Linked DNA regions of Gossypium arboreum: region 2 is linked to region 1. Evidence: chromatin contacts called from public Hi-C data. All regions are on one chromosome and are shown on one strand. Each heading gives the region's core, a stretch centred on a gene start, on an enhancer-like site or on the middle of the called end of the contact. The rest is flanking DNA. Distances are from core to core; before and after follow the strand shown. Region 1 holds the start of LOC108458623 (succinate dehydrogenase subunit 3-1, mitochondrial-like). Region 2 has its middle 50 kb from the start of LOC128282568.

The links. Hi-C and Micro-C count contacts between places; a contact is called where the count stands out from the background.
Region 2: a Hi-C map of leaf shows a contact between it and region 1, with 2.3 times the contacts expected there. The contact joins the enhancer-like site here to the promoter of LOC108458623 in region 1. A contact is called at or near these places in 2 of 5 Hi-C or Micro-C datasets (both in leaf).

Annotation. Positions count from the first base shown.
Region 1 is chr10:47,528,674-47,531,978 of ASM2569848v2, reverse strand. LOC108458623 (succinate dehydrogenase subunit 3-1, mitochondrial-like) reads right to left here and starts at 1,580. Exons shown (of 3, transcript XM_017758031.2): 1 at 1,205-1,580; 2 at 1,064-1,096; 3 at 226-981. The coding sequence starts at 1,364. The coding sequence ends at 569.
Region 2 is chr10:47,624,370-47,627,674 of ASM2569848v2, reverse strand. No RefSeq gene overlaps it. Among protein-coding and RNA genes, the nearest start is that of LOC128282568, 50 kb to the left of the region's middle. Within about 2 kb of position 1,709, at least 2 of the 2 cell types and tissues checked have an H3K27ac peak or open chromatin away from gene starts, as enhancers often do. A contact at or near this core is called in leaf, where this site is marked.

The DNA.
Region 1 (3,305 bases), core at 331-2,830:
ATTTTATAGAAAACTTGGGACTAAAAAAATCCAAAGAACTAAACTTGTTAAAAGGAAAAACAAAATCTCTAACAATAACAATTTAATAAATTATAATGTAACCTTCTCGATTTACTAATCAATCTTACATTTAAGTCAATCCTATCACAGTTCACAATCACTTTCAGAAAGAGTTCACACATTCAAAGCTTGGTGTTTGTTAACTACGGAGGATGATAAGCACAGTTTAAACTCCGAATCAAAGCTCATACTATTCAAAGGGGAACGGTTAATGGTTACAGCTCTCCCAATCAAAGATTTAGCAGAATCCATCGAATCAAACCACTAATTCAACACAGATCACTATGTTGACAAGTTCAAAGATGCTTTTGGCATTAACAAGGTTTTCTTTTTACTCAACACCAAGGTTCCATTTATTCCAAAAAAAAAAAAACCATTAACACATTCTTTATTTTGCCAAACAAAGTGCTTACCTAAACCCAGAAAGGCCCAGACAAAATAAAAACTTACCAAGCCAGCAAATCAGTCGATTTGAAGCTGAATCACATCCTTTCCTCCTCACCGTTCTTCACCTCAGCTTTCCCGAAAAATCCGCCAATAAATGACGAACCCCATAACACAGATGATAGGAAACGGCCAATGCAGCAATTGATACGGTAAGTGGGGCAAGTTTTGCTGAATAAAAGAAGAATTGGTAGAAATTCGAATAGGTGAAGCAAATTGAACCCATTTTCAGAGAAAGAAGATAAGAGAACAAAAGTGCAGTAGTTAGGAAAACCCCGGAGATCCTATTGGTAATTGAAAGAGTCGCAGAAAGTTGTGGCTTATAAATAGGAAGATGAGGAGATAACGGGCGAAGGTTTGATTCTTTGGCCTCGCTCCCAAGCCCTGGAATGTCACGGGATGTGGAGAGAAATCGATTCCCCTTGACTTGATCCATCATGTTCAGGCTCCTTGTTGGAGACAAAGGATCAAACACATCTGCAGGAATTTTTTTCTTGAGGGGGCAAAACGACTGAATTATAATTTTATAATTTCAATAAGAACTAAAGTGAAAATTTACCTTTTTTGGCCCCCTGGCGCCGCCCCTGCAGATCTGCAGCATAGAAACCGGAAGGGCCAAAATCAGCATCAATTTTAGATAATCAAAAATTAAAAAGAAGGGAAAGAAGTCGAAATGAAAAACAGATGAGTGGACAAGTACCTGAGAAGAAACCGTCAGCACGACGGCGATCATCGTGGTCATCAGGCGTGGCGGCGTTGGTATTAAAGAGTCTGGAGGTGGATGGAGCGATGGCGACGCGTAAGGAGTTAGGGAGGATGTTGGATGAGACGAGCCTCTTAAGAGCTAGAGAAGAAGCCATTGCTAAATGGAAGAGTCTCAAAATTGCTTAGCCTGCAGAAAAGAAACACGGAGTGAAACGGTGGGGTTATATAATGGAAGGAGGAAGCTGCTCTGCAAGAAAACATAAATAGATATTATTGGGCTTAGGCCTATTTAGGTTCGGTTTTAGGGTTTAAGCGATGCGGCGTTGACATGATATACAAATTTTGGATCAATTATGTGGCAATCTAACAATTCCATAATTTATCTCAAATATTCATCATTTCCTAAAGTAACCTTTGGAAATCTATGTACCTATAAATTTAGAACCAATCACCTTATCCTTTAACCATCCATTCATGCGAATAGAGTATGTTTTATGATTAATCGTTTATTTCTCTAGAAAGCACCTAACACTTAAATATAATTATTGTTTGTTGTTACTTTGTTGGTCATTGAATTATTCACAAGTTTTTATTAAAATTATTGGGTTATTAAAATCGATCTTAAATAGCTTTCTTTATTCGCACTATCTGTACCAATCGAAAGCTTTTATTCCGTTTCTCTTCTATTGTTGAGTGCTTTTTCATGAAACAACTTTGAACATCACAAATCTACAAACCAAAATTCAAACAGTTTTTTCTTTAATCTCCTACACTGACCGCCAGATAGACTTGGATCTAAGTTATGTTCTTCTACTCATCGATAGGTACAGATCCACCCTCTCGATCGTCAAATCGTCACTTGGAGCTTTATGGCAGAACTTTAAAAAAAAACTTAATAGTCTAGTGACTTAAATAAAATATTTTGAATAGTTTAGTGACTTAAATGAAAACTTTCGAATAATTTAGTGATCAAATTATAACATTTTTTGAATTAAGTAACCAAAACAAAAACTTACCTATAATTTAATGACTAATGATATAATTTACCCTATTTTCTTCTCAGCAAATTTTTTACATAAATTTAAAGAGTTTATGGAAATGTAAATATATAGGAAAATGGCAACTCATCCATTTTCATCATATTTGATTCATTAATCTATACACCAGTTGTATGATTATTTATATATTTTGTAAAAGGATTGATTAATGTCGAGTATGCCTCATATTTAAGCATTAATAGTGTGTGACGTAGCAACGAAGAGGAGCTCTTCGTTCCGATGACGTGACCATACTTCATCACGACGAAAAGAAAGCCACGTCGCAATGTGGCGACGTGTTTCTCAATTTTCTGAGTTTACTTTCTTTCAGTTAAAAACTGTTTTAGTTTCCCGCTTAAATGCTGATTAGTGTAGATTATTTAATATATTAACTTTTACAAGTTTTCAGGAAATTTTGTGTTTAAGTTTCGAGTGTTCTTATTTTTGGGCTTTAGGGTTTAGTTTTTATCTTCATCTTTATACTCTTCGTTTTTGCTGATTTAATGAAATTATCTTTGCCTGTGAATTTTTATCCTCTTCGAAAAAAAAATTTCAGGTAAAATATTTATAATCGTTCTCTTCAATTTCTTAATTAATTTAATTACTCTTCGTTGCTTAATCGGATTTATCCAAACAATTAAACTTATCATATTTTATCAACTAAAAACATAACAGATGTTGGATTTGGATTTTCAGGTCATTTTCCAAAATCAATTTAGTGCAATGGACTCAACCAGATTTGACGGCTTCAACATCCTCGAACAGAATCTAAAATGTCAATTTAATTCCTTTTATCTTTTATTTTAAATGGAACAATGGCAATTTCGACGCTTTTCAAAAAATTTAAAAATTAACTTAGATCATTTTAATACAAATACTTTTAGCTTTGATCCTCTTTTTTAGTTTTATCTCGCCCCAGTGAACCTTGATTCAATGTCGCTTGCACACGAAACTTAGTCATACAAACAGACTCCGTTGAATATCTATGTTGATAGGACTCTTCATATTTGATTGAAGCTCCTGCCTTTGATGTCTATATTCCACACATATCCAAATATA
Region 2 (3,305 bases), core at 460-2,959, 96 kb before region 1:
TATACCTGAATCAATAACTGCAATTATTGATTTTGACTTTTCTGCCATTGAAATTTTTTCTTTGTCATCAAAACAATATTTTTCTTCTTCGTCCACAATAAATTTTTAGAATTTGAACATGCATGGTGCAACCGATATCATCTGCATTAATAGAATGGTTAGTGACCCTAACAAATAAGATAAACATAATTATTCAAATTTAATTCAATATTTGACACAACTTTTTGAATTTTATTTCTAAAATTGAAAAAATATATTTTTTCATTCATATATCACTTTTTTATTAAATTATAAAATCAAGCCAAAACCGAACAAATATATAATGTTATCTTAAAAAATAATTATAATATTTACCTCATTTTTATAAATATATTTTAGGCTGCAACATTTTAAATTTTGATTCCTTTCTCACTCTCAAACAAAGCAAATTTATTATAATCTTATAACAAACATTTCCACTTGCTTTTTCTTAATTAGGCCACCATTACTAAATTAATAGTAATTAAAAAATACTATAATATATTATTTAAAAATAAAATAGAGATTAACGAATTCTTAATATCATTTCCCTTTCGATAAAAATGAAACTTATCTCGACTTTTTTTATAATTCTTTAAAATAATCTATTTTTTATAAAACTATACAAGTTCCCTATCCTACTCAATGTATTTATTGAAAAAAGCTCAAAACTTCAGTCAAAATTAAACCCTTTTATAGTTGGTCATTTGTTTTATCACGTGGACGAAAAACACGAGCTTTCTTACCCCGCAAATGAAATAGTTGATTTGGCCACCCCTTATTCAACTGAGAATAGACTAACTAAAACCTAATTATCTTAACTTGATAATAGAAAGTTAAAAAGAGAAGCCATTTAAATTTTAGAAATGTTTCGAAACATATAAATATCATTGTTGCTCCATTTTGAACATCTCTTCTCTTGATGGTTTCAACCATTGTTGCTCCATTTTGGACTTTTTTTTATCCTTCTATTTTTTTGAAATGGCATCACTTTAAGGGATATTTCTTTTCTATCTTTTTAATGTTAGCGTTATCGTACCAAATCACTTATTTTTCTTTTTTTTTTCAATAATAAATTATATTTAATCAAGTAAATAGTATTTCTCAGCATGATTAACATATAGTTGTTAGTTACTTTGCATTTTTTTTCTCTCTCATTTTTTGGGAGTGCCTATCTCTTTTTGGAGAGGTTTTTTCTCCTTTTTTTCATGACGAATTTATTTTTTGAGTAAAAAAATGTGGTTTCGAGTCAATTTTTCAATTTCTTTTGTTTTTTCTTTATTTGTTTTAAGGTTCTAAGTCTTTTATAATAAGAAAAGAGTCTGGTCTTTTGGTTTTGAGTCTTAGGGCAACTTGTAGTTGATGATTAAGTCATATTTGAGTTTTTTGTTTTTCTATTTTAGGTCTTGCTTTGATGATTCTTTTTTTGTAGGATCTATTTGTGAGTATTTCCATTAATCGAGGGATAGAATAGTGTCACTTTTTAATCCGATTAACTACTTTGCATTGATTTGGGGGTTTTTTATAATGGAAAAGGAGAGGGGTTTTGATGAGCTTGAGATACAGTTGGAAACAGCTAAAGGGGGTTTGGAAAGGGCAACAAAATTTACACTAGTTGGGAAAATTCATGCGAATAAAACTCCTAATAGAAGGGGGTTTAAATGGGTTTTGCAGAGTATCTGGTCTGAGGCAGAACTAGAAAAGGTGTGGGAGCTTGGAGAAAATATGTATGCTCTTTAGTTTGCAAAACTTGAGGTGATAGAGTCAGTTTTGTAGAATGGACCATGGATAGTGATGGGTTTTTGTTTGAACTTGAAGAGGTGGGCAGTGAATTGAAAAATTCAAGAGTTGGATTTTACTAAGATGACTATTTATATCCAAATATCTAATTTACCTCTAGAAATGATGACAATTAGGAATGATGAATTGATTGGTAGTAGGTTAAAAAAGTTGGTGAAGGTGGATTATAGAGTTTTGGAGAAGGGATGGAGTAGAAGTTTTTTTAGGGTTAAAATTGAGACTAATCTGAAAAAACCCTAGTTCCTGAATTTTGGGTAACGAATGAGAGTAAGGACAGGGTGTGAGGTAAGATAAAATATGAGAAGATTGCATATTTTTCCTTTGGATGTGGTAAGGTGGGACCTTAGTAAGAATATATAGATTTGAGAAGGTGAAATGGAGTGATGAAGGTTAGGTTAGGAGGTATGGTGGATGGGTGGAAGCTATTAGAGTAGGGATAATATTGTGCTTGGGATAAATGAGGGGAGGAATATGGGGTTGGGAAAGAATTATGAGGAGTGGGAAGGAAAGAGGGAGAAGGGTTTGAGTGAATTGTTCAAGGGGGTGGGATATTGGTAGGAATGGGTGAAAGTGAGGGAGAAAGGGAGGTAGGTTAACGATGGGGCAGTTTTGGAGGAACTGTGGAAGATATAGGTGAGAGTGGGGAAGGTAAGAAGGGGGAGGGGGAAATGTTGTGAAAGAAGTGATAGTGGATGATGGGTCTAAGAAATTTAATAGGCAAGAAATATCTTTTCATAAGAAAGGGAAAGAGGGGTTGAGTGAGGAGGGGATTGAGGGTGTTGAATCTGATGTGTATTCTGAAGAAAGGCTTTTAGGTAAGATGGTTGGAAATGATGGGAGAAAGGTAGTAAGAGTTGGATTGAATCCTTACTTTGTGGAGCTTTCTTCTAATGAAGGTGAGAAATGTGAAAAGGACAGTGTGGAAACAAGTGCGCAAAGGGATAAACAAATTTTGGTGGCTAAAGAAATTTTAGTTGAAAAGGTACAAGGTATGTCTTTGGATAGAAGCTTGGAGGATGATGATCAGGAAAATAATTGGAGAAGAAAGAAATAAAAAAATTGATGATTGGTTAATGGGAAATAATGGGAATAAAGGGGTGAAAGAGAATGCCAGAAGGTTGTAGAGAAGACGAGGTGAAGAAGTATAAAGGGGTTGGAAGGTGTTAGAGAAAGGTAGGGGGAAGGAAGTCCTAGGCTTGAGTTTTCAGAGGTATTAGTTGAGGTCCTGTTCAAAGGTTGGTTGATACTGAACGTTACGGTGGCTATCCTATAACAGCCACCAAAGGGCTATGAGGTTCTTATCTTGGAATTGCCAAGGAGTGGGATCTTCTTTGACAATTCAGAATTTGAAAGAGCTTTGTAAGAGCTGTGACCCAATATGTATCCGCTTGATGGAAACAAAAAAATAGTAAAGATAAGTTGTAGGGTTCTAGAAAGAAGTGCAAGATGGAGGGGGTTGTATATGTGGATCTAGAAGGTTTAAGTAG